Linked DNA regions of Mus musculus: region 1 is linked to region 2. A link is a contact called in public HiChIP or PLAC-seq data. All regions are on one chromosome and are shown on one strand. The core of a region is the stretch at or near the end of the contact, and the rest is flanking DNA. Distances in the headings are between cores, read along the strand shown. Region 1 holds the start of 4933435C09Rik (a long non-coding RNA gene). Region 2 overlaps Rad51b (RAD51 paralog B).

Region 1 (4,446 bases), core at 124-2,623, 190 kb after region 2:
TTCTCAGCATTCAGGAAACAGAGGCAGGTAATATCCATAAGTTTGAGGCCAGCTTAGTCTACATAGCCAGTTCCAGAACAGCCAGGCTACATAGTGAGGCCCCATCTCAAACAAACAAACAAAAGTACTTTAGCATAGTTCCCTCTAAGGAGCTCACAGCCCAGGAGGAGGGCTGTTGGAGAATGGAGCTTAAGTCACAATGTAAAGAATGAGCCATAGCCACACAGAGGACCATCAATCTACCCAAGGATTCTGGAGATGGCACATAGAAAGAAGACCTAGAAGTTGGGGCTAATTGAACCAGCATTTTCAAGCACCTGAATTGGCTTTTCATGATGGGAGTGATGAGTGTGTTGCCCAAGGTCCTTGCACTCTGGGGAGTTAAGGATGACAAGCTCTTAGGGAATGGGAATCCTTTCACTGGGAACCACGGCTACACCCTTGGGCAGTGTGTCTGATGGACTAGTGGCCTCAGGCATGTCTTAATGTTGCATGTAGTCGGACATCTTAGAACAGAGTTCCAAAGCTGGTAGCATGTTCTTCTAGACTCTTCTCTTTTTACAAAAGAGAAGGCCCAGGTCTGCTTAAACAAGATCAGATGAAAGTCTAAAACAAGTCACAGTGCCAAGCTCCACATGTTCTGGAAGGTTCTCCTAGACTGTGTCTCTAAAAGATCGGGGTGGAGAAGAGTCCCGTAGGCCCAAGGCAGTGTCAGGTTCCCCCTTTCAGTCAACAGGAATAGAAGAGCCTTTAAGCAAAACCATATTTTTTTACATGTAAGCAAAACTTCTTAGAGAAATACTTAAGACAGCATTTTGTTGATGAGCCCAATGCCTTGGACCCTTCCTCGCTCCTTCCACCTGTCCTAAACACCCAACTTTCCATTCCCTGAGCAGCTCCACTCTCAATTGCTACATCCCCTAGGAAAAACTTCTATGCCCTCCCCATGGAAACAGTCACCCCCTTCCCTTCACACAAACCCATCTTACCTCAGGAAAAGATTCCGCATTTCCCTGCTTACCTGTGTGCCTTTCTGAGGCCAGGAAGTGGGGTTTTCTCCTCTGACACCCACCCTACTCCTAAGGGCCCATAAAGCTTTTAGTGAATGGACTCAGACTGCTATAAACAGCATCTTAATTTGCCCTAGCGTCTTCTAGCAGAGCAGGGTCAATCGCAAAGTCTCTCTTGATAAAATCAGAGAATGTCCTCATCCCCTAGTTTCACATATAAAGACTCTAAAGTGTGAATAAGGGAGGCTAGTCCAGGAGTAAGTATGTGTCCACACCAGGAGTGTAACAAGTGCTCCTCAGACTAGGATGAGCCCTACCAGGACTATGCTGAGACCCCCAAATTCCTCAGAGTCCATACACCACCCAAAATCAGATGAAAGTCTAAAACAAGTCATAGTGCCTAGCTCCAGAATGTTCTGGAAGGTTCTCTGAGACTGTCTCTCTAAAAGGTTGGGGTGGGGAAGAGCCCCCATAGGCCCAAGAAAGTGTCAGATTCCCCCTTTTCAGTCAACAGGAATGGAAGAGGCTTTAAGAAAAACCAAGTATTATTATTTGTTTGTTTTTACTGTGACTCAGTCTGTAGTAACTGGGTTAAAGTCCACTTTGAGACTAGGAGAACAAAAGACCTCCTGTTAGTGCTGGAAGTTTGCCTCTTAAGATATCCCTGAGGGGAACTGGGAAGAGAAAAAAAAAAAAAAAGGAGAGCCAGCAGCAGGACAGAGGAAGCTGTGGGCCTTCAGGAACACAGCCGAACTCTGGAAAGGAAAACACACTGCCTTTCATCTCTAGGCCTATCTGCACTGGCCGCTCCCTTTGCCGCTGTTTTATGGCTCACTGCAGGACACAGGCCAGTGCCCGATTCCCACACTCCTCTAACACGCTGAAACTGCCAGGGGTTATAGCAAAATAGACAAATGTCCACAGCTAACCAGACCTAGGTTCAAGAGGAGGGGGAAGAAGGGAAGGGAAAAGAAGGAGAGTTGGAGGGAGAAGAAGGGGATGACCCCACCCTACAGAACTCATTACATGTTGGGTGCTGTTCTGAGAGTACCCATGGCAACCCATTGTCTCGACACCCAAGAGGAGTCTAATGAGCTAATTCCCGGGGCCCAGAGGAAGAGGCAAGCTGGACCACTCTATTGGAGAAATCTATTCCCTTTAGTACTGTGGAGGAGTCACATGGCCAGTAGACTGAATCTTTCAGGCTACACACTAAAGCCATCTGACTCCAGCACTGGAGGACTTTATCCTTCTCTTTTCAAGTAGAAAGAGAATATTGAGGAAAGACAAGGCAAGAGTTCTCGTCCCAACCCTGCCTGTGACCTTTCTCCATCACCCTATGGAGATGTCCCACCTCCCAGATGGTAAGATGGGTCTGCACTGTGATTGCCTGTCCTGGAGTTGATCCACTATACCTTGACTGTATTGTATGAAGCCGATTGGAGACACTAAAGAAAAGACGGGAACTCCATGATGGTCTCAGAAATTCCTCCGTTAAAGCTCCTTCTCATCCTCTCTCCCTTCCAGGGCCTCCCCCCAATTAGATCTCTGCCTGCAGCTCCAGGACCTGCTCTATACAGTGTCTGGACCTTCTGGGTCTCCCAACTCACTTAATGAACACTTAGCATTTTGTTCTCTGAACAAGTTATATAATTTCTGAGTCATGATCAGACAGCAGAGATTTCTCCACCAAAACCAGAAAAGAAAGCATTGTGTGCTAAGTGCCCCTCATCTCTTTGTGGGACACCCCAGTTCTGCAGAAGTCTGCAGAAGACTGCTGCGGAGAGCCAAGATGGTTAGGAGCCTGTCCTCTAGCATCCTATTGGCTGCAGGTGACTTGAAGAGGAGTATTTGCTGCAACAAGCGAAGGCTCAGAGAGAGCTGATGTGGCTCCTTGGGCTGGCTTCGTAGGGATCGGGCCCCTTGTGCAATCACTAAACCCTGGCTTTGTGCCAATGTGCCAGTGGCCTGCATGAGGTTCATAAGTACCAAGCTGGGAATGTGAACTTCTTGGCCCACCCCAAAAGAGATAGTCCTCCCAAGCTAAGCTCAACAAGACCTGGGAAGTGTGACTTTACATGAGGCATCTTTTGTAGACAGAGCACAGGCTTTGTAAAGTGCTACAACCATTGGAGCCTTTGGCATTTCCTTTCCTTCTTGGCATGGTAAAGCCAACACTCAACACCAATTACAATACAGAGGTGACCAATTACATCGTTCTTTGTCTTCATCTTCTCCTCCTCCCCAGTGTGTGTGTGTGTGTGTGTGTGTGTGTGTGTGTGTGTATGCTCACATTAACATGCAGGTATACATGTGTGTTCAGATGCTTGTGTACATACATGTATGTGGTACATAGAGGCCAGAGGATAGTCTCAGAAATACCATCCACCTTATTTTGAGACAAGGTTTCTCACTAGGCTGAAGCTCACCAATTAGTCTAACCTGGCTGCCCAGTGAGCCACAGGTATCTACCTGTGTCTACCTCCCTAATGCTGGGACTACAAGCATGTGATACTATGCCTGGATAGTGGTTCTGTTTGGTTTGGTTTGGTTTGGTTTTCTGGTACTGAGGATCAAACACAGGTCCTGGATATTGTAAGGCAAAACATTTACCTACTAAGCCATCTCTCAGATCTCATCTTAGTGGTATGCCCTGATAGTCTCTGCATTTAGAAAGAGTTTGACTTCTGAGCATATGGCTGGGTCCTGCACAGGATCGGGGTACTACTGAACAGCTCTGGAGAAGTTCTTAAGAAAAGGTTCCTGCAGATCGCAACCTGGGCAATTGCCTGTTTTCTTGGTTTGATATATATGTGTGTGTGTGTGTGTGTGTGTGTGTGTGTGTGTGTGTGTGTGTGTGTGTGTATATACACATACATACACACACACACACACACACACACATATATATATATATATATATATATATACACACACACGCATATATATATATATGACAGTCTGAAGTTTTATTCAGTGGGTCTCTGTGTCTAGAAGAAGGTGTTGGGCCTCTTGGTGGTGAAGCGTGGCTTGTGCTGACTTGTGCGGTGGGGCAGTGGGAATTTGATCTTGAAGTCATGGAACTGCTTGACAGCTGGCTGGCGGCATTTGCCAGATGCAATCTCTTCCACCTTCATGATATGGATGGAGAGTGTGCATGCACGGTGTCTGACACTCGTGGCGAAGTAGCACTGTGTGACTGCGCCAGCAGTGGTCAGGTCTCAGTACTTCCGGCACATGTTCTGTGTGCCACTGCAGGAGTCGTAGTGCAGCCAGATGCTGAAGCTCTTCACGAGCAGGGGTGACTTCTCAAACACCTGCCCGCAGTACACAATCTCCCCGGATGACTTCATCTTCTTCAGCTGCAACACAAACCACCAGAAGCGAGACTTGGCCACCACATGGTTGGGTGCAAAGATTCACATATGGTACAGTG
Region 2 (4,432 bases), core at 1,593-4,092:
ATGCCCCTCATTTCTCAGATAAATAGCTTCTCCACATCTGTTTGGGATCATGAGAATCCTTACGTAACATTCTGGAGTCCTTGAATGAAAAGTTCCTTGGAGTTGCTGACTATTCTTAAAATTCCCTCAACTAGTCAAACATTGCTATGGATAGAGTGGCCGAGCTGGGTTACAAACTAGACTGGAAATGTTGAATGTTGGGAAAAAAAATCTGACCACTTATATTAAGAAGCTGTCTTCTTAACTTCCTAGATGCTTGCACTATAAAATTAACCTCCAGAGGTGTGTGGGTGGGTGTGTGTGTGTGTGTGTGTGTGTGTGTGTGTGTGTGTGTGTGTGTGTGTGTGTGGTCTTGCTAAGCCTTTATATGTGGAGTCTTCATCCTTTTGTTTTGGATTAGAGAGCTCTTAACTCTAAAAGCTAGTATCCCTAGTTCCTGAGGTCAGCTGGATTAGTAGAGTCCTGGTCAATTCTAACTTGCAGGAGTAGAAGAAACATTTGACTTGAATTGTCCATTAAAGCTTCGGTTTGTGATCTGAGAGTCCCCCAGACAGTGTTAGGCCTGCCTGGGGACTTGGATTCAGTGAAGCCTGAAAGGTAGAGAGTATACTGTAGCCAGAAAGTGCTGGAGCCAACTCTGCAGAGACACAGTTGTACAGGGATTCTCAGAGGACGGATGCTGCAGGTGCTCTAGTCCTGTTGCTTCACTTTTCAGATGGGACTGAAGCCTAAGGAGGCCACAGAGGGAGTTGGAAGTTTATTCTGATGTTTCATCAACAGCTCAGATGTCTGCAGAGTTCAGGAGACAGAGGGAAAGGTGAGGGCCTTAGTGTACCAGGGCTGTTCCTGGCTGGATCTGAGGTCTAGCTCTTACCTGGGCTAAAGCGAAGTACCAAATTATTCTTTCTTATGAGGGATTTTGTATTCTATCTAATCAGAACTTAGAAACTTGGACTTAGGCTAGAATGTCCAGAAGTTCAGTTCAGGAGAGATTCACCAGGTATTTCCCCCCCAAAATATACCGTCTTGGGTGGTTAACTATATGAGATTAGCCATTATTGTCATTAAAACACCACACTCCCTTTTTCTTATGGTGTTCTTTTTCAAACGTGTGTCTGGTGACCTCTTTACCTTGCTTTTCAGGTTTTATTATATTTCAGTTATATCTGGTATCAGCTGTTGAATCTGCAGTATGCAGAAATGCTGAGGCTTGCCCTTCCAAAATTCTTCCGGGGTCAATTCCCATTATAGCCTACATCCAGGAAGTGAGACTATTTCCAGTTCGCTGGGAACCATCTTGGCTTTGAGCAGAAATGGGGGCCTGAATCATTGCCTAAGAGAGCTTTGTAGATTGTCACAGTTGGCAGCCTCAAGATTTGAGCTAATCCTGGAAATTCCTTGACTTCCCAGAAAGAAGGTTCCACAAGGTCAGGCTGAGGCCCTTTGAGAGCAGCTGGAAGAGAGCTGGCAACCCGTGGCCCTTACAGCTGGACAGGGAGATGAATACAATTCACCCCCACCCCCCCAGCCCTGAAGACACTGGTTTTCAGGGGATAGTTATTCGTTATTCCTTTTCCTCTGTATAAAGAAAAGTATCCTGCAGTCTCTGCAGGAGCAGCAAGCAAGCGACGCAGTTCCCATGGTGAGTGCAAAGACCAGGCCAACAAAAACAGCCTAAGCATCACAAAAATGGGCTTCCTCCGGTGGTTGCATAGTCAGTCCTTTATCGCTGGTCCCTGTAACCAACCACTCCCTCACCCCAAAGCATCATTCTTTACTGCTATCCAAGGTCATTATTCTTGTGGCAGGAACTGCTCCTACAAACAAATCTTGATCTTACTGTCTTACCCCTCCACCTCTTGGTCAGTGCATCATTTAGAAAAAGTAAATGTTGAAGATGAGAGAGATGAGCTCAGGCAGCTTTTCTAAAGGTCCGGGCTTAGCAGCAGCTCAAGCACCAAATTATAAACTCCTGAAACCTGTATAATCCAGTTTTGATTAACTTGAAGATCAGCGCTGCTTTTTTTTTTTTTTATTAAAATGAACTTCTGTGTCAATGGAAAACTGCCCCGGCACACTGGACCATTGTTCACAGGAGGGGGAAGGGACTGGCAAATCCCCTATCTGGAAAAGGCAGATCAAGTCCTGTTGTTCCCAGGCCTTCCTATACTTTGGGGAACTTAGTATAAATTCCACGGAATATTGGGTGCGTCTCTGGTTCGAACTGAGGATCAGGTCATGATGCACTTTGCCAGATTCTCACTTTAAGTTCTTCCTTTCCGGCCCCTTCAGCCTCTTCCTGCTCCTCTGCTCTCTAGGGCCACCTCTCCGCTTCACCTTGTCACACTAGCTGCTCCGATCCTTCCTGTCGTAGATGGATAGTGGATGAAAAGGAACAAACACTCTATAAGAAGACAAGGGTGCAGCCATTTCCGACTTGCGAAATGGTTTCCGATGATCAGGGACTAAGGCTCACTAGAAGCAATCTTCAGAAACTCCTTCCTCGTCCATCACATAAGGAAGAATCCTTCACTCTAAGCATCTCCTTTCCTAGGGAAGGCACTGCGACTCTGGTGAAGAACTTTGTCTAACCTAAGTGTTACCATCTGAAGGCAGCCTCCATCTCGACTCCTGCCCTTTCCCCTCCAGCCCAGTGCAGAGCCTCCCTCCAGACATGCTGATTACAAAACAGTGCTTAGGAGAAAACCCCACCCTGTCAGCAGATCAGTTTTACAAGCTGACATGGGACATGTGCACATTTGGAGTCTGGAGAGTGGCTGAGCTGTACTTCCAGTCCAGCCTCTCCTTTGCTGGCTTCAGCGAGTCACTTCTCCTTCCTTTGTCTATTTCCCCTATTGCTGAGGAGAAGATAATGAACCTTTCCACCTATCAGGCTCGCTGGAGTGCTATAAAGAATAATGAGGTGATATTTGTAAAGTGCTTTGAGCCGCTGGGAAAGAAGAGGGGGCGAGCTAAGCAGAAAGCATTCTGAGCTGGAAGCACTTATCAATTGAGCTGCCTAACAATGACAGGGAGTAAGAATACTCAGAAATGAGTTCCAGGGACCAGCCCTGCTTTGAATTTAGGAGGAGGATTAGTGAGGACCTAATAGGTATCCCACTTCTCCAGTTTCTTTAGTGTACCATCAGACGAGAAAAGGTAATTGCATTCTTCTATGTCCGATTCAGCCTGTAGTTTCAATTGGGATGTCAGAGTGTGCTTGTCTTCTGTTCTCATACTGAGGCTGTGTTATGTCTCGATTGTTAAAGCCGTGGGCATCTTCTGTCCCCCGGGGGATTTCACTTAGGGGCTATACAAAGTAGTTTCTATGCAGAGGCTGGGCTCACAGTTTATAAGGCTTATTAGTGGAACTTCTAAGTCTAAAGTGCCTGGGGACCAATTCTGCTGAAGGAGAGAAATAAAAGGAAAGGTCTTTATCATGGTCTTTTTCCCTATGTGGCTTCATGGGAAATTTCTCAGCAACTCAGATCAATGCACATAAGGTATAAACATGGGACTTTGATAGCCACTGTGGAGTCCTTGTCCAGGTGAAAATGGGGGTGGGGGTGGGGGCTGGCTCTAGGTTAAGGTGGGCTTACCAAGTCACTAAAGGTAATCAGAGCCTTCTTTTAGTCCCTCCTTCCCTCAAGAGGGTCAAATGAGAGATGTCTGTGGGGCCTCACATGTGTGGGAATGTTTCCAAATGTTCCTGTGAGGGGTCAGTTCCCACAAACCCAATCTCCATTTCTTCAAGACTCGGAGCCCCGGCAGGTTGTTGCCATTTTCGGGGCCAGCAGAAAGAGAAAATGCAGAGGAAAGAGAGCATGCAGAACTGGGAGAATGATTTGAGCTCACATAACTCTGTGGGCTGACTAAACATTGAGTGGGGAGTGTGCAACCCCCTCCTAGCAGGCAGGAGCAGGGCTGGATTTATCTCTCCCCCTATAAATGGTACAAAGAGAGGTCATGGGACCATTTGGAACAATGATTTTTCTGATCAAAGTTATATTAAGGAAATTACACTGATTACATCTTAGCCCCCTGAAGTTTACAAGCCGTTTTGTAATTACTACTTCTGCAAACCGTTCCCTCTCTTCACCGCTTCTCGGGTCCTCTGGCTTGCAGAGGCTGCTGGACTTTCTCCTCCAAAAGGATGCGTTCATCAGCCAGCCAGGGCTTCCTGCACTATTTGTTCTTTGAAATGACTTCTGAGTCTCCTGGGGCATTCCCCAGTGTGGCACAGCTGCGTACACCACGCCCACTGGCATCCTGTCCCCATGCCAGACAGACCCGCAGGGGCATGCATTCTCCTCCTATGTCCTATCGTGCTATGCCAGGCAAGTACACTTTGATGCCTGCTCTTCGGCAGAGGCTGACTGGCCTCTGACCCAGGTTCCTTCCTAACCCATGTTTGCGTTCGTCTCAGCAAGTC

The links. HiChIP or PLAC-seq counts read pairs in DNA pulled down with a chosen protein or histone mark.
Region 1: a contact with region 2 is called in an H3K27ac HiChIP or PLAC-seq map of heart atrium, with 7 read pairs. The contact joins the promoter of 4933435C09Rik here to the enhancer-like site in region 2. A contact is called at or near these places in 10 of 484 Hi-C or Micro-C datasets (the 3T3-L1 cell line, the N1E-115 cell line, cerebral cortex and 5 more) and 2 of 115 datasets of contacts at active chromatin or transcription factors (heart atrium and stem cell-derived neural progenitor cells).

The regions. Positions count from the first base shown.
Region 1 is chr12:79,935,166-79,939,611 of GRCm38.p6, forward strand. 4933435C09Rik (a long non-coding RNA gene) reads left to right here and starts at 1,374. Exons shown (of 3, transcript XR_381736.3): 1 at 1,374-2,374. 9430078K24Rik (RIKEN cDNA 9430078K24 gene) reads right to left here and starts at 1,099. Exons shown (of 4, transcript NR_131074.1): 1 at 1,022-1,099. It also overlaps the pseudogene Gm5654.
Region 2 is chr12:79,747,654-79,752,085 of GRCm38.p6, forward strand. The region is part of intron 8 of Rad51b (RAD51 paralog B); the gene reads left to right. Among named protein-coding and RNA genes, the nearest start is that of Gm36048, 49 kb to the right of the region's middle. Within about 2 kb of position 2,843, at least 165 of the 459 cell types and tissues checked have an H3K27ac peak or open chromatin away from gene starts, as enhancers often do. A contact at or near this core is called in the N1E-115 cell line, cerebral cortex, heart atrium and 4 more, where this site is marked.